Linked DNA regions of Mus musculus: region 2 is linked to region 1. Evidence: chromatin contacts called from public HiChIP or PLAC-seq data. All regions are on one chromosome and are shown on one strand. The core of a region is the stretch at or near the end of the contact, and the rest is flanking DNA. Distances in the headings are between cores, read along the strand shown.

Region 1 (7,109 bases), core at 3,594-6,093:
AGTGGTTAAGTGCTTGCCACAGAAATGTGAGTTTCCCAGAAGTTCAGTTTCCCAGAACAAAACTCAATAAATTTCTGATTCCAGTGTTCCCACAAAGAGATGGGAAGCAGAGACAAGAGGCCAAACTGATGTACACAGGGGTGAGCAAAAGGCCTTACCTCAAACAAGGTGAAAGGCAAGGCCCGACTCCCAAGGTTAGCCTCTGATGTCCACACGAGTGCCATGACATGCACAAGCCAACACATGAAGACTAATTAGGGTAGGAATGGGCTGGGCCTGTCCTGTGACCTGCTGGGATTATCCTTGCCTACAGATCAGCCCAAGAGGTCAAGGACTCTTGGGAAACAGGTGTGATTGGACTGGAATGAACCAGCCATATGAAGAGATGTCACCATGGAGACGTGACAGAAGAGAAGAGCCAGGTTCTGAGGCTCTGTATGTGAGGTAGTTGGCTTAGATCTTTCCTAAGATGCCCACAGGCCCTAATTTCCATCTTATGACTACTTCATGGAAACCAAGGCTCAAGAGAAGACGGGGCTGTAGTGACGGGGCTGTAGTGACGGGGCTGTAGTGATGGGGCTGTAGTGATGGGCCAGCAAGTCCCCATGAGAGAGAGAACATACAAGGGAGGAGTTAAAGTAGTCTGGAGCAGCAGTCTATCTGGCAGAAAGCATCGAGGGCCAGGCTGAAGTGTGGGTAAGTGGTAGATGCCCAGCATGCACTAGTCCTGGGTTCTAGTCCCTGCTTTAAAAAAAAAAAAAAACAAAAAAAAAAAAACAAGAGTCATTGATCAGGCTGTGCTCCCAGGTGCTGGAGAGGGGGCGGTGACTTCTCTCCCCCTGGGGGATTTATCAGTGTCGTAGTTGGCCATCTGTTAGCATTTGCTTCCCCAACTCTTCTATCAAAGGAGCCAGTGTTCCTCGTAGAGAATTTACAGAGTAAAAAGAAGCAGGAAAGGGGGCTGAGGCTGTAGGGGAGGCGTGAAGTGCTTGCCTGGCATGGGGAAGGCCATGGTTCATCAGCAACAGTGCAGAGATGGAGGGAACCGGGAGGGAAAGAAACAGAGGAGGTCACCTTTAACCCTACCTAGAGCAATTATGTTACTAACTTCCGGGCCAGTACTTTCCAACTTTGTTTAATTAGAGACAATGTCTCATCATATTGTTCTGTCAGGTTCTCCCTGAGCTCAGCTGATCCTCTCACCTTAGCCTTCTCGGTAATTGGCACTGCAGGTACATGATGCTGAACCTGGCTCCCGTAGTCAGTAGTCCGTCCATCTCTCTCAGCAAGCAGCAAGGAGTTTTATTTAAAAGTTAAATTTCCTGACCTAAACAGTACAAGGGGCTGGAGAGATGTCTCATCAGTTCAGAGTACTTGTTGCTCTTGCAGAGGAAGGACCCCAGTTCAATTCCCAGCACCCACAGGAAGCCTTATAACCATGCATAAGCCCAGGCTCTGGAGATCTGCCACCGTCATCAGCCTCCACGGGGACTGCATACATGCACATCCACACAGGCAAAACACCTACATGCATAAAATAACAAAATAAACAGCGGTTAAGAGCACTGACTGCTCTTCCAGAGGTCCTGAGTTCAATTCCCAGCACCCACATGGTGGCTCACAACCATCTGTAATGGGAGCCAATGCCCTCTTCTGGTGTGTCTGAAGACAGCAACTATGTACTCAAATAAATAAAATAAATAAATCTTTAAAAAAAAAAACTTCAGAAAATGATCAAAAAGAGAGACAGTGCAGGATCCGCTGCCAGGGAGCGGTAAGTCACTTAAGCCGGAGTGTTGTGGTGTCCCCAGGATTTTTTTCTATACCATTTTCCTTTACATGGTTAATAGCATACTGTACTTCCTGTCTATGTTTAGTTGGTTTTTTTTTAAGTTTTTTTTTAAAAAAAAAACATATAAAACGTGTTCTTATTTAGTGTGTGTGTTGTTTTTGAGACGGTTTCATATATCCTGGGCTCCCCTCTAAATAGTAGTATAGCCAAGGCTGGCCTTATACTTGTGGTTGGAGCTGGAGAAAGCTCAGCAGTTAAGAGCATTTGCTGTTCTTGTAGATGACCATGCCTGTTATGATACATATTTGTAGCACCCACATGGCAGCTCATAACTGCCCATAGCTCCAGGTTCACAGGATGTGACATGCTAGTCTGATCTCCACACAGACAAACACACAGATAGTCATACACATAGGTAAATACATCTTTAAAATTTTAAAAGCTAAAACTGTGGTCCCTTGGCCGCCTCCTCTGCCTCTCTGCCTCTCTCTCTCTGCCTCTCTGCCTCTCTGCCTCTCTCTCTGCCTCTCTGCCTCTCTGTCTCTGCCTCTGCCTCCCTCATAAATGTGCCACTAGACTGGCTATGGCATAAAACTCTCCCTCCCTTCCCCTTGCTTGGAGACAGAGTCTCTCAATATATAGCCCAGGCTGGCCTTGAATTTGTGATCCACCTGCCTCTAACTCCTGAGTACTAGGATTTTACATATGTGTAACCACAACCATCTAATTTTTAGACTTCTCTTAGCATTTTTAAAACTGATGTTAGCAGCCAGGCAGTGATGGCACACGCCTTTAATCCCAGGACTTCAATTAATGTAATTAATTAATTAATTAAATAGTGCTGATTTTAATTATAATGGACTTAATAAAAGTTCCTCTGACCCAGATTTAAGATTTGAAGGTCAGAGTTCCTTCCCTCATAACTGATTTGAGAGAGAAATGAGAGGAGGCACTAAGGGCCTTTTATCTTTAAAAAAAAAAAAAAAAAAAAAAAAAAAAAAAACCTGGGCTGGAGAGGTGGCTCAAGGGTTAAGAGCACTGACTACTCTTCCAGAGGTCCCGAGTTCAATTCCCAGCAGCAACCATGTGGTAGCTCACAACCATCTGTAATGGGATCGGATGCCCTCTTCTGATGTGTGTCAGAAGATAGCTACAGTGTAGTCATATGCATAAAATAAATAAATAAATCTTAAAAAACACAAACACCCTCCTCATTCACTGTGTGGGCGCGCACGCTCACGTCGGCCTCGTTGAGCATCGTGTGCTGGCCTGGTGCTCTCTAAGGCCGTGCTCCACCTTCTGCTTGCTGTGCTCCACCTTCTGCTTGCCGTGCTCCATCTTGTGCTTGCCTTCTTTTCTCATAACGTTTTTATGCATTTCCTGAGGATTTTAATGTGCCACTGTGATGTGGAGTAAGGAATTGATGAGCGAGCCGTGGGTGGAACCCTGAGCTGGCTGAGTGTGGCCATGCCTGTCCTGACCTTTCCCCTGAGCAGGAGGTACACAGCTTTCATCCTTCCTGGGCCAGGCCTTAAGTCCTGGCGGATACAAAGGTCCATCAAACATGTGCAGTGCACTGTGTCCAGGTGGAAAGTTCTGAGGACAAAGGAGAGGTCGGGCAGAGGAACCTTTCTCCCATGTTTTACATCTAGAGCCAGCCAGGAGACTGGTGTGGAACAGCACCAGCTCTGTGATCATCTCCCGGAATCTGACACCGCTTGGTACCGTCCAAGGCCCTGATGGGTCCCTGTCTGAGGTGTTTCTAAACATCTTCCCCTGTGTGTAATTAGTAATAATCACACCTTGTATAAGCATACTGGCTGTAACAACTGCCACCTCACAAACCTCTTTTCTCACCTTTTAAAAACTATTGTAAAAACTTTTTTTTTTTTTGTTTTTTTAAGACAGGGTTTCTCTGTGTAGCCCTGGCTGTCCTGGAACTCACTTTGTAGACCAGGCTGGCCTCAAACTCAGAAATCCACCTGCCTCTGCCTCCCGAGTGCTGGGACTAAAGGTGTGCGCTACCATGCCTGGCTTGTAAAAACTTTTAATTGTCACATGGTGATTGTATAGCCATACTATGGACACAGGGTGACATTTCAATACATGTCCATGGTAGGTAATGAATGATTACATCAGAACAATTGGTATATCAATCTCTGTAGACATTTATCTTCTGCGCGCGCGCATGTCTGTGTGTGTGTGTGTGTGTGTGTGTGTGTGTGAGAGAGAGAGAGAGAGAGAGAGAGAGAGAGAGAGATAGAGAGAGCTCAGAATAATCAAAATATCCTCTCTGCTAGATGCTTTGAAATAATTCAAGTGGTTGGCAACAAGTAGGCCTGGGGTTACACAGTGACTGTAATCTTAGCTGCCCAGGAAGTTCCAGGCCTACCAGGGATACAGAGTGAGTTCAAGGGCAGCTTGGGTATCTTGGCAAGGCCATACCTCAGAAAGTGAAAAGAAGAAGGGAGCTGGGGGAAGGAAGCCAAGCTCAGTGGTGGCAACACAAAGGTAAAGGAATTTTTCTAGGAGAGATAGGTATGAGGCAGGAGAGTTACATGTTTGGTAATGCCTGCATAACTGTCACTGAGCGTGAGGCCAGGCTAGCCAGGACACAGAAGAGTTTCTAGACAGACAAGGAAAGCTGTTCAGTGAGAGGAGACTCTGAAGTCCCTGTGTTACAGTGAGAATATGTTTTGTGGTCTGAGGCTTCTCTGTACTCATCAGAGATGCGACCGGGGAGGGCAGAGGCTGGAGATGCATCAGGCAGGCAGGTTGGAAGGCAAAGGCTGAGTCCTGCAATACCAGGAAAATGGCTGGGAGGTACTTAGGGCCGGCTGAAGAGACAGAGAAGGTGAGAGAGTCCAGGAGACCCAAGGGGTGAAGAAGGCTGCAGTAGTAGGAGTGAAAGGTCAGGAAGATACTGAGAACAAACAGGGTGTAAGATTCTAGAACAAACCAGTCCAAGGTGCGAGGTGGGTGTGGGAGGGAGAACTGGAGCAGAGGTAAACTGCTGTAAACAGTTATCAGTGGGAAGGAGCCGGGCGTGTAACAGGAAACCCGAGCAGCAGGTGAACTCTGGACTCACCTCCTGCACAGTAGGACCTGTTGATATGGATAAAGCCAGGTTTCAGCCAAGTCCCAGAGAAAAGGTGAGACTCTTATAAGGACACTGGAAGAGGGAAACACAGTACAACAGAGGAAGGACACAGGACCCAGGAGTGTGGGCAGGGATGAGGACTTGGTGGGTTTGGGGTGACCATACAAGGACTACCTTTGATGTTGTCGAGTGACTGCCATTAAGGCGTGCAGGCCAGCACTAGTGGTCTCCACACGGCAGGGCAGTGGTACCTGACAGTTGCATGTGTGCTTAGGCTTGAACCTGGACCTCCTGCATGCTAGGCACGTGGTTGTGTGTGACTGTTCTTAGATGGTCTCTCATGTACAGCAGACTCCCCGCAAACCGGCTATGCATTGGAGGAGAACCTTGACCTCCTGATCTCCCGAGTGCTGGGGTTACAGGCATGTGCTAGCGTGTCCGATTCATGTGGTGCTCGTGGGAGCTCGGATGCTAAGCGGCTGAGGGGGTGCTAGCCAAGTGCTCTGCCGGCTGAGCTGCATACCCGGCCTTTTCCCTTCTCTTGAAGATTTATTTTACTTTTAAATGTGTGTGTATGTGTGTGTTCCCGTCTGTCTGTGTGTAGGTATGTACACATATATGCAGGTACCCATAGAAACCTGTGGCTTTGGATCCCCCCAGAACTGGATCAAAGAGTTGTAAGCAATTGGACTCAGTTGGGAACTGAGCTCAGGTCCTCTGCATGCTCTTAACCACCAACCCATCTCCCAGACCCTGTGTGTATGTGCATATGTATGTGTATGTGCATATGTATATGCATGTTTTTGGTTTGTGCTGAAGGTCAAACCCAGGTCCTTGCACACGCTAGCAGTGCTCTGTTTTTTGAAATGGGATTTTTGTTCAGCCACACCCTGCCAAGGGCTAGGACTCTAGGCAAGCCCTTTCCTGCCTGCTTTACCTCACACCTTCTACCCACAGGCTGCCATCCTCAGATGCCACACATGCACTCCCATCTCTCCTCCTTCCATCCAGAATGGGCTGAAGCACCTGGACTGCAGCCATGGCCTGACCGAGCCACTGAGAAGCCGTCCATTCTGGGGACCGCTTACTCTGTAGACAATAAACGATAAAGCCAACTGAGACTGATGAACGTAATGAACAGGAGCAAAGGCTCAACAGCTGCAACCACTCGCTGCTCTTCCACAGGATCCAAGCCTGCTTCCCAGCACCCACACAGGCAGTCACAGCCACCTGTAACTCCAGCTCCAGGGGAGCCAGTATTCTCTTCAGGCCTTCATAGGCACCTGCACTCATATGCGCACATTCATAGATACACACGTATATATCTAATTTACAAATTTAAATCTTCTAAAGTATAAGCAAACACCTTTTAAGAGTCTGTGAAATTTAAGCAGATTTCTTTTTTTTTTTTCTTTTTCTTTAATTTTCTTACTTTTTTTTGTTTGTTTGGTTTGGTTTTTCGAGACAGAGTTCCTCTGTGTAGCCCTGGCTGTCCTGGAACTCACTCTGTAGACCAGGCTGGCCTCGAACTCAGAAATCCGCCTGTTTCTGCCTCCCAAGTGCTGGGATTAAAGGCATGCGCCACCACCGCCCGACATTAAGCAGATTTCTAAGAAAATCTTCACCCCAGAAGTTTGAAAATATTTGACACAGGATCCTGCCTTAAGTTCTGTGTCTCCCACCTCTCATTGTGGAACCCCATACACCCCCATGGTGTCACAATCAAATCATAATCAAGGGCTCTCAACAAACTCCTCCCATGCCCTCCATTTTTGTTTCAGTTAATTTTGTTTTTAGACGGGGTGTCTCTATCTGTGTCACCCTGGCTGTCCTGGAACTTGCTATATAGAGCAGGCTGGCCTTGAACTCACAGGGGTCCTCCATCAGTCGCTCCTCAGTGTTGGGTTGAAAGGTGTGCACCATCACCGCCTGGCTTCTTTTTTTCCCATTGTTCTGGTGTGTCTACACTTGGTTTTCGTTGTTGTTACTGCTGCCGTTTGTTTGTTTTAAGTTACTTATTGTTTGCTTGTGTGTGTGTGTGTGTGTGTGTGTGTGTGTGTGTGTGTGTGTACAGGTTTCCACAGAGGCTAGACCTGCTGCGTGTGAGTCACCTGACAGGCTAGGAGTCAGACTCCTGACTGACCATCTCTCCAGCCCCCAAGCAGCTGCTGAGATGCTGTGAACATCTCATTCTGTTCTTGTTCTTGGAGCTCTTAT
Region 2 (6,829 bases), core at 3,781-6,280, 640 kb after region 1:
ACATAAAACCTGGGTTCAATCTAGGTAAATATGCCTATAATTCCAGCATTCAAGAGAAAAAGGCAGGATCAAGACCAGTCTGGGCTACATTGTAATAAAAGGACTGGTTTCAGAACCTGCCAGGTGTGAACTAGAGCAGGCCAGGAGTGTCATGGTAATAATGTATGTTAATGATGAACTTTCTTTGCAGGTCCTGCATGTCCAGTATGGAATGTATGTTTGGCCCTGTGCTGTAGTCCTGGCCCAATACCTGTGGTTTCACAGAAGATCTCTACCAGGCAAAGCTGTCTTAGAGGTAACCAGAGTTACCAAAATACTGGGTTATATTTGCTGTACCTTCATGCATTTAAATTAATCGGTTCGGCAAAGTTTGAAATTCTGAACTGGGAAAAGTATGTTTTTAAATTAAAGTGGCAAGTCTGGAAATTTTAGCTGTAAATGGAATACCAGTTTAGCAGCAGAGGTCTAAGTGGCTAATCCAAGTCACGTTTTCTGGCACTACAGTCAGGTTATTTTCTATTCCAGAACCTGTAAGCCTGAAGTAGTCCTTTAAATTTGAAGTATTTTTACTCAGAAATCTGCCTGCCTCTGCCTCCCAAGTGCTGGGATTATAAGGCGAGCACCACCATGCCCGGCCTAAGTACTTACTCCTTAGCAATTTAGTTAACCATTAACTTCTAAACCCAGACTGCTTATTGCCAGGGGTAGTGTTATGCCTTTAGTCCCAGCCTTCAGATGAAAACAGGCAGATGTTCAAAGCCAGCCTAGCTAGAATATGCAAACTATCTCATTTGGGATGGGAAAACTAAATTATTCTTAAATGCCATCTTCATTTAGGTTGGCGCTGGAGTGAGCCTTCCTGGGATTTTGGCTGCCAAATGTGGTGCTAAAGTAATACTATCTGACAGCTCAGAGTTTCCTCACTGTCTGGATATCTGCAGGCAAAGTTGCCAGATGAATAACCTGCCACAGGTCGAAGTTGTAGGACTGACATGGGGCCACATATCAAAGGACATTCTGTCTTTGCCACCACAAGACATCATTCTTGGATCTGATGTGTTCTTTGAACCAGAAGGTAAGTATAATTTATAGCAAACTTGGCTGGATGTATCTTAGAAAACTCACTTAAAAAACCATGCCACCCCTCCCCAGACTTTGAAAGCATTTTAGCCACAGTATACTTCCTGATGCAGAAGAATCCAAAAGTTCAATTTTGGTCTACATACCAGGTCCGAAGGTGAGTATGGACAATTTACTAGCTGCTTTTATATCAATACAGTAAAACAGAAAAAGCTTAAAATTATAAAGACAATTTCTTTTTTTAAGTGCTGACTGGTCACTTGAAGGCTTGCTCTACAAGTGGGATATGAAATGTGTGCATATTCCTCTGGAGTCTTTTGATGCCGACAAGGAAGACATAGCAGAGTCTACCCTTCCAGGAAGACATACTGTTGAAATGCTGATCATCTCCTTTGCAAAGGACAGTTTCTGAATGAATTGTACCTCAATATGTTCTGGGACAGTGTCAAAATGGAATAACCTGGCATAAAGCTGAATTATCTGAGGAAACTCAATGGGTATGAAGATGATCAATTCTGTAAGCCTTGTGGCTGTGCTGTCATGCCTAGGATAGCATTCAACATAACTTTAACAAAATTAAACATTCAAAAAGGCTTAGACTACTCCCAATCATTAAAGTAGGACCACACTGACACTGAAGTACCTACCAGTAAAAAGCAGTCCAACCCACATTTTATACCTTAAGGCTGTTAACATTCAAAGTAAATAATTGTATAGGTCTTGGATTAAAATGAGGGAAACAAAAGACCAGGACACATTCTCAAAAAAGCTAACACCAAGAAAACACTTTAATCAAACTACAGAAACAATGGTTATAGTACAGAATATCCATAAGCAAAAGATACACCATGTTTTAAGTACTTACAAAGTTACAAACCATTTGCTTCCTTAACATTTTGATTTTTTTTTTAAAAGTTCACAACACAAGGATGATCAGATTTACCATTTTGCATTTTTTGAGGGAAGGGGGGTATATTTATCATCAGCTAGATGTGCTCACTGTATGCTCCATTATTTATATGCAAGGCCCGGGTGACTGGAAGTGCAGTTGTCAGGCATTTTAATAAACTGGACAGCCATTTGTTTCTGCACGACAAGGCATCTTTACACAGGAGCAATCAGGAGAAAACAGGAAACAGCCAAGCACTCTGCACTGCAACACGCCACCTTAACAGCTAACCAGCATTACTCAACTGCTACACAACTGCGCCTAGTGCACAAAAATACATAAGAGAAGAGATTAGAATTGTGTTGGGTAAACAATCCTTTAAAAAAAAAATTAAGTCTTTTCACCTGAAAAGTCTTTATACAAATTTGGGTTCAGATTATCATATAGACCTGAAGGTAAATAACATATATGAACAAATTACACCAACTTTCATAGGTTTTTAATTATTAAGAAGTGAAGGCAATGTTGAGTCATTCTGCTGACAGCTTTAGGCTGTATGTAATGGCTGTACATGTTTCCTTATTAAGTCAGGAGGCCACAAATTAGGTTACCAATCTGTTTAATTTCAAACAAAAAAGTCAGCACTATAAACAAAAATGAAATTTTACCTCAAATATCCAATCCAATAATGAAATCTGAAGTCGCTCACCTCACTAAATTACAAGAAATTTGAATAACAGCAACAAAATGGCACATAAAATGAAGTTTGCCACCTGAGGCAGATTAAAACAAGTAAAAAGTTAGACAAATGTTACAAAATAACCTTTTTAATAGCCAGTTGCTTGTTCCAAGGACTCTTCCATGGACCGATGGACTGAGTTTGTGGTCCTTTCCCCCAATGTCCTCTGTTAAGCCGCTTGCCGATTCATCTAGGTTTGAAAAGAAAGAGGTTCAGCTTACTTTCCACTACTAAAAAGGTTCCAAAGTGCACATGGTTTCATTATCAGGCATGTACTTACTAAGGCTCTGGTGAAACAAGTAGGTTACAGAAGGTTCCACCTGGCCATTATCAGTTTTTTTAAAGGCCCAAATGGGAGTTTTTCCAAAGGGTACCACCAGCATGTTCGGATATATGTGATTCTTGGCCAAATAACCAAGACCAAAAAAAAAAAAAAAAAAAAAAAAAAAAGAAAGAAAGAAAAAAGGGGGAAAAAAAAGGAGGCAAGGGAGGGTTAAAAGAAAAAAAAGGTAGGGGGGCAGGGTGGGGCTGTTTCCAAACAAAAACTTGCTATCAGAAATTAGTCTACACTTTGTAAGATGTTTGAAAATGAAACGTTTGGCAGTTGAGGATGTTCTTAATCAGCTACTTAGGGCCCTTTCCTTTAAAAAGAAAAATAGGACCAAACAATTTAGAGTTAAAGACACACTATCCTTTCCCCACCCGGTGCGGATCAATACCTGTAACTTTCTTTTGGGGTTCCAAAAGTTCATTGCTTCTTAATTGCAATTCCTTTGCCACATCCATTAGAGTAAGAAGTCCCAGTCAGCACAACAACAGTTGCACTGAATGTTTTTCTCTATGAGGATAGTGCATCTTTAACATTTAAAGACAAACCTGCTCCAATACACGCCCACAGAAACTGGTCCCTGGAGGATCAGCCAAATCAGTTAAAATCTGCAATACTGGCCAATATTCTTTGATAAAACAGGAGACCGCAGCTTTAAAGGGGGAAAATGCAGACGTTGGATAAAAACAGCAAGAAATAGTCATTTTCATTAATAGGTCTCAAACAGCATGAAACAGCCATTACTATCTAAGCTTTACACAATCCTCTCTGCAGACCCCTCTTCAGCATCACTCCCAAAGCTGAGTAACTTCAGAGCAGTAGTACTCTTAACACCAGGAGTCTTTATGCTAACAAGGCTCAAAAAACCTACTCCATACCCCACGGGAGTTAGGGCGTGTCTCAGATTCCCGCAGACATTACCATTTTCTTAGGAAGAAACTGCTCCCTCTTCTTCTGGAGACTTGGGTGGGCTCTTGGACCGCGACCTAGACTTGGACTCTCGCTTCGACACGGGCGGAGGGCTTCTCGATCGCGACCTGGACCTTGACCTCGAGCGGGATCTGGAGACGGAGGAGGACTTGGACTTGGATCTTCGGGCAGATCTGGACTTGGAGGTTGATCTGGAGCGCGAGCGAGTGCGGGACCGAGACTTGGAGCGGCTGTAGCGGGAGCGGCTTCGCGACCTGGACCGACTCCGGCTTCGAGATCGGCTGCGCCGGCGTCGCCGAGGGCTGCGAGTGGGACGTGAACGAAGCGACAGGGTGAGCTTGCAGGCCGCCGGTCCCGCCCCGCCCGCCCCGCCGCCATTATCTGGCTGCCAGGCGCCATTTCCCTTGCCGCGAGGCGGGGTCTCGCACGGAGTGGCCCGGCCCTGCTGCCACCCCGGCCGCGAGGGAGGGGCTGGCTCCACGTGCTCCGCGTACCTTTGTGCCCGTCCGCCTCCCGCTCCGCCCCGGGCCCCGCTCACCTGCGGCTCCGCCGCCCGTAGCCGCCGCCGCCGTACCGACGGGGTGGCGGGCCCCGGCGGCTGTGGTGCGAGTCGGGCGGGCGGCCGTAGCGCGCCATCTGCACCCGCAGCTCGCGGCCGTCGAGCACCGCCCCGTCCATGGCGTCCATGGCGTCTTCGGCGTCGCGCTTGTCGTGGAACCGGACGAAGGCGAAGCCCCGGGACTCCTTGGTGTAGCGGTCCCGCGGAATGTACACGTCGCCGACGCGCCCGTATTTCTCGAAGACGCGCCTCAGGGTGTCGGGCGAGGTGCGGTAGGTCAGGTTGTCCACCTTGAGGGAGGTCATGCCCTCCACATCGGGAGGCGGGCGGCCGTAGCTCATGGCTGCGAAGCGGCGCCGAGACCCTAACGCCCCGGACAGGCCCTCGCTCTCCGGAAACGCAGCTCCGTCAGGCGCTCGGTAGCTACAGTCCTCGTGGGTAGGGAGGGAGCCGCAAGGCCGCCGCAGAGCACCCGAACCTGACGGACGCCTGAGCAGCAACTAAGCGAGCGGGCGGGCCCCAGCGCGCATTTATACCCACCCTTACAAAATGGCGCCCGCGCCACCCGGAAATGAATCTCCTGATTGGCCCATTCGGCCGTGTTGCGTAACGTCGCCGCCGCGCGCCCCGCCCCTCCCAGGTGCGCCTGCGCACCGCGCGGCGGGCGGGCGGAAAGCGCGCAGTCACTGCGGTGGGGCGGGGGAGCAGCCAGAGAAGGCAGTTAGAAAGCCCGCCAAATGCTCTACCGTGGGTGCGTCCGCGAGAGCGCGGGGAAGGGGAAGAACGAGGCTCTATGGAGGGAGAAAGAGGAAGCGCGCCCCACCAGAGCCCCGCCCCTTCCCCACGCCAATGCCCGGGCTCCACGCGCCGTTCCGCCCAGCCTTCAGTCCCGCCTGTCAGAGCCGGTTCTTGCGCTCTCTTTTGCCTCTCTGTGTCCCGGGGCCACCTCACGTTCCCCTCTCCCGCCGCTCCTGACTGAGGCTCGCTGCCTTGGTTTCACTTCTCGGGGCCTTTGCTCTCTACGAAGGGACGGGTAGTGTAGACCTAAAGTACGCGCTAGCCACAGCGTGCGGCCGTACCCTCCCCTCCCCCCACGGGGCGCCGGGACTACATTTCCCGGCGGGCGCTGCGACCAGACTCTGGTCAGCTGACCGGTCTCGTGATCTGCTGTGAGTCAGGCCGGGAGGGCGGGCCCCAGCAGCTGCTACTGCTCGTCCTTGCCCCGGATCCCGTTCCCTGCAACTGGAGTTGCGGCGGGTAGACCCCGGGTCTCCTCTGCACTCGGTCGCGTCCCCGGAGGGTCCCGACTGTACCGGTGGGGAGAGATTTCCCTTAAACCCACGATTCCCATCCCAAGATTGGAAATCGGCAGTCTGGCTTCGTGGTTCTCTCATCTGGTTTCTTCCCTCAGGGCTGTCAGGGGGTTCGACTGGAGGAGAAGAGGTGACTGTCCTGGGCCGCTGCTGGCCTCTGAGCAAGCGGAGCCAAAATGTCCCCGGAGTCTAAAAAGCTTTTCAACATCGTTATTTTAGGAGTTGCCTTTATGTTTATGTTCACCGCCTTTCAGACTTGTGGAAATGTGGCGGTGAGTTGGAATCTGTACTCCTTCCTTTGAATGCCCGTCTGAATGCATTCCAGCTGTGACAATAAACGTTTATGTCCGCTACCACGCCAAGATTGCACCTCCTGTTTTTCAGCCTACCCTTTCTCGTTTTCTTAATTTTGTGTATCAGATATTTCGCGTTTACGTGGTGTTAAACACTTTCGTTTAATACTCAGATGCGGCTTGCAATTTGAGTATGGACCATAGTTACTTTAATTTTTGTGAATGTTAAACTCTGTATTTAGTGCTTGGGTGGCTTGTGGGTACAGTTGATTATCTGTTTCCCCATCTCGAGTATATCTTCTGCGGCAATTGAGTCGGTTTTTTTCTCCTCTCATGGTGGGCTTGGGTGAGAGGTGTGGATCATAACATTTTTTTTGAGTATTTAGACTTTCCTGCGGGGAGGGAGATGGCAAGACATTTTTGTTGATTAGTTTTATCTTCCACACAGCAAACTGTCATCAGGAGCTTAAATAGCACAGATTTTCATGGCAGTGGATATACCAGGTATTGTACTGTGTGCATGACTTTATTTTGCATGTCATAGTTCCATCCATCTCAGGAAAACCAGCAATAACATGTTGTAACTGAAGAGTAGCCATGATTGTGTCAAATCTGTCTCTCTTTTTCTGAGGTTTGAGCCACCCAGGTAGATCAGTAGATACAGACCCATACCTCCCAGAGTACGTGGATTAATCCTC

What was found. HiChIP or PLAC-seq counts read pairs in DNA pulled down with a chosen protein or histone mark.
Region 2: a FOXA1 HiChIP or PLAC-seq map of pancreatic cancer cells shows a contact between it and region 1. The contact joins the promoter of Srsf2 here to the enhancer-like site in region 1. A contact is called at or near these places in 2 of 39 promoter capture datasets (hippocampal neurons and pre-B cells), 2 of 115 datasets of contacts at active chromatin or transcription factors (embryonic stem cells and pancreatic cancer cells) and 1 of 9 other capture datasets (adipose tissue).

The regions. Positions count from the first base shown.
Region 1 is chr11:116,206,103-116,213,211 of GRCm38.p6, forward strand. The region is part of intron 3 of Ten1 (TEN1 telomerase capping complex subunit); the gene reads left to right. Among named protein-coding and RNA genes, the nearest start is that of Acox1, 11 kb to the left of the region's middle. Within about 2 kb of position 4,844, at least 26 of the 459 cell types and tissues checked have an H3K27ac peak or open chromatin away from gene starts, as enhancers often do. A contact at or near this core is called in pancreatic cancer cells, where this site is marked.
Region 2 is chr11:116,848,064-116,854,892 of GRCm38.p6, forward strand. It overlaps Srsf2 (serine and arginine-rich splicing factor 2), which reads right to left and starts at 5,031. Exons shown (of 3, transcript NM_011358.2): 1 at 4,505-5,031; 2 at 3,958-4,268; 3 at 1,834-2,898. The coding sequence starts at 4,866. The coding sequence ends at 3,965. Mfsd11 (major facilitator superfamily domain containing 11) reads left to right here and starts at 5,937. Exons shown (of 13, transcript NM_178620.4): 1 at 5,937-6,110; 2 at 6,580-6,635. The coding sequence starts at 6,015. Mettl23 (methyltransferase like 23) reads left to right here. Exons shown (of 5, transcript NM_028865.3): 2 at 191-295; 3 at 838-1,075; 4 at 1,153-1,237; 5 at 1,327-1,677. The coding sequence ends at 1,492.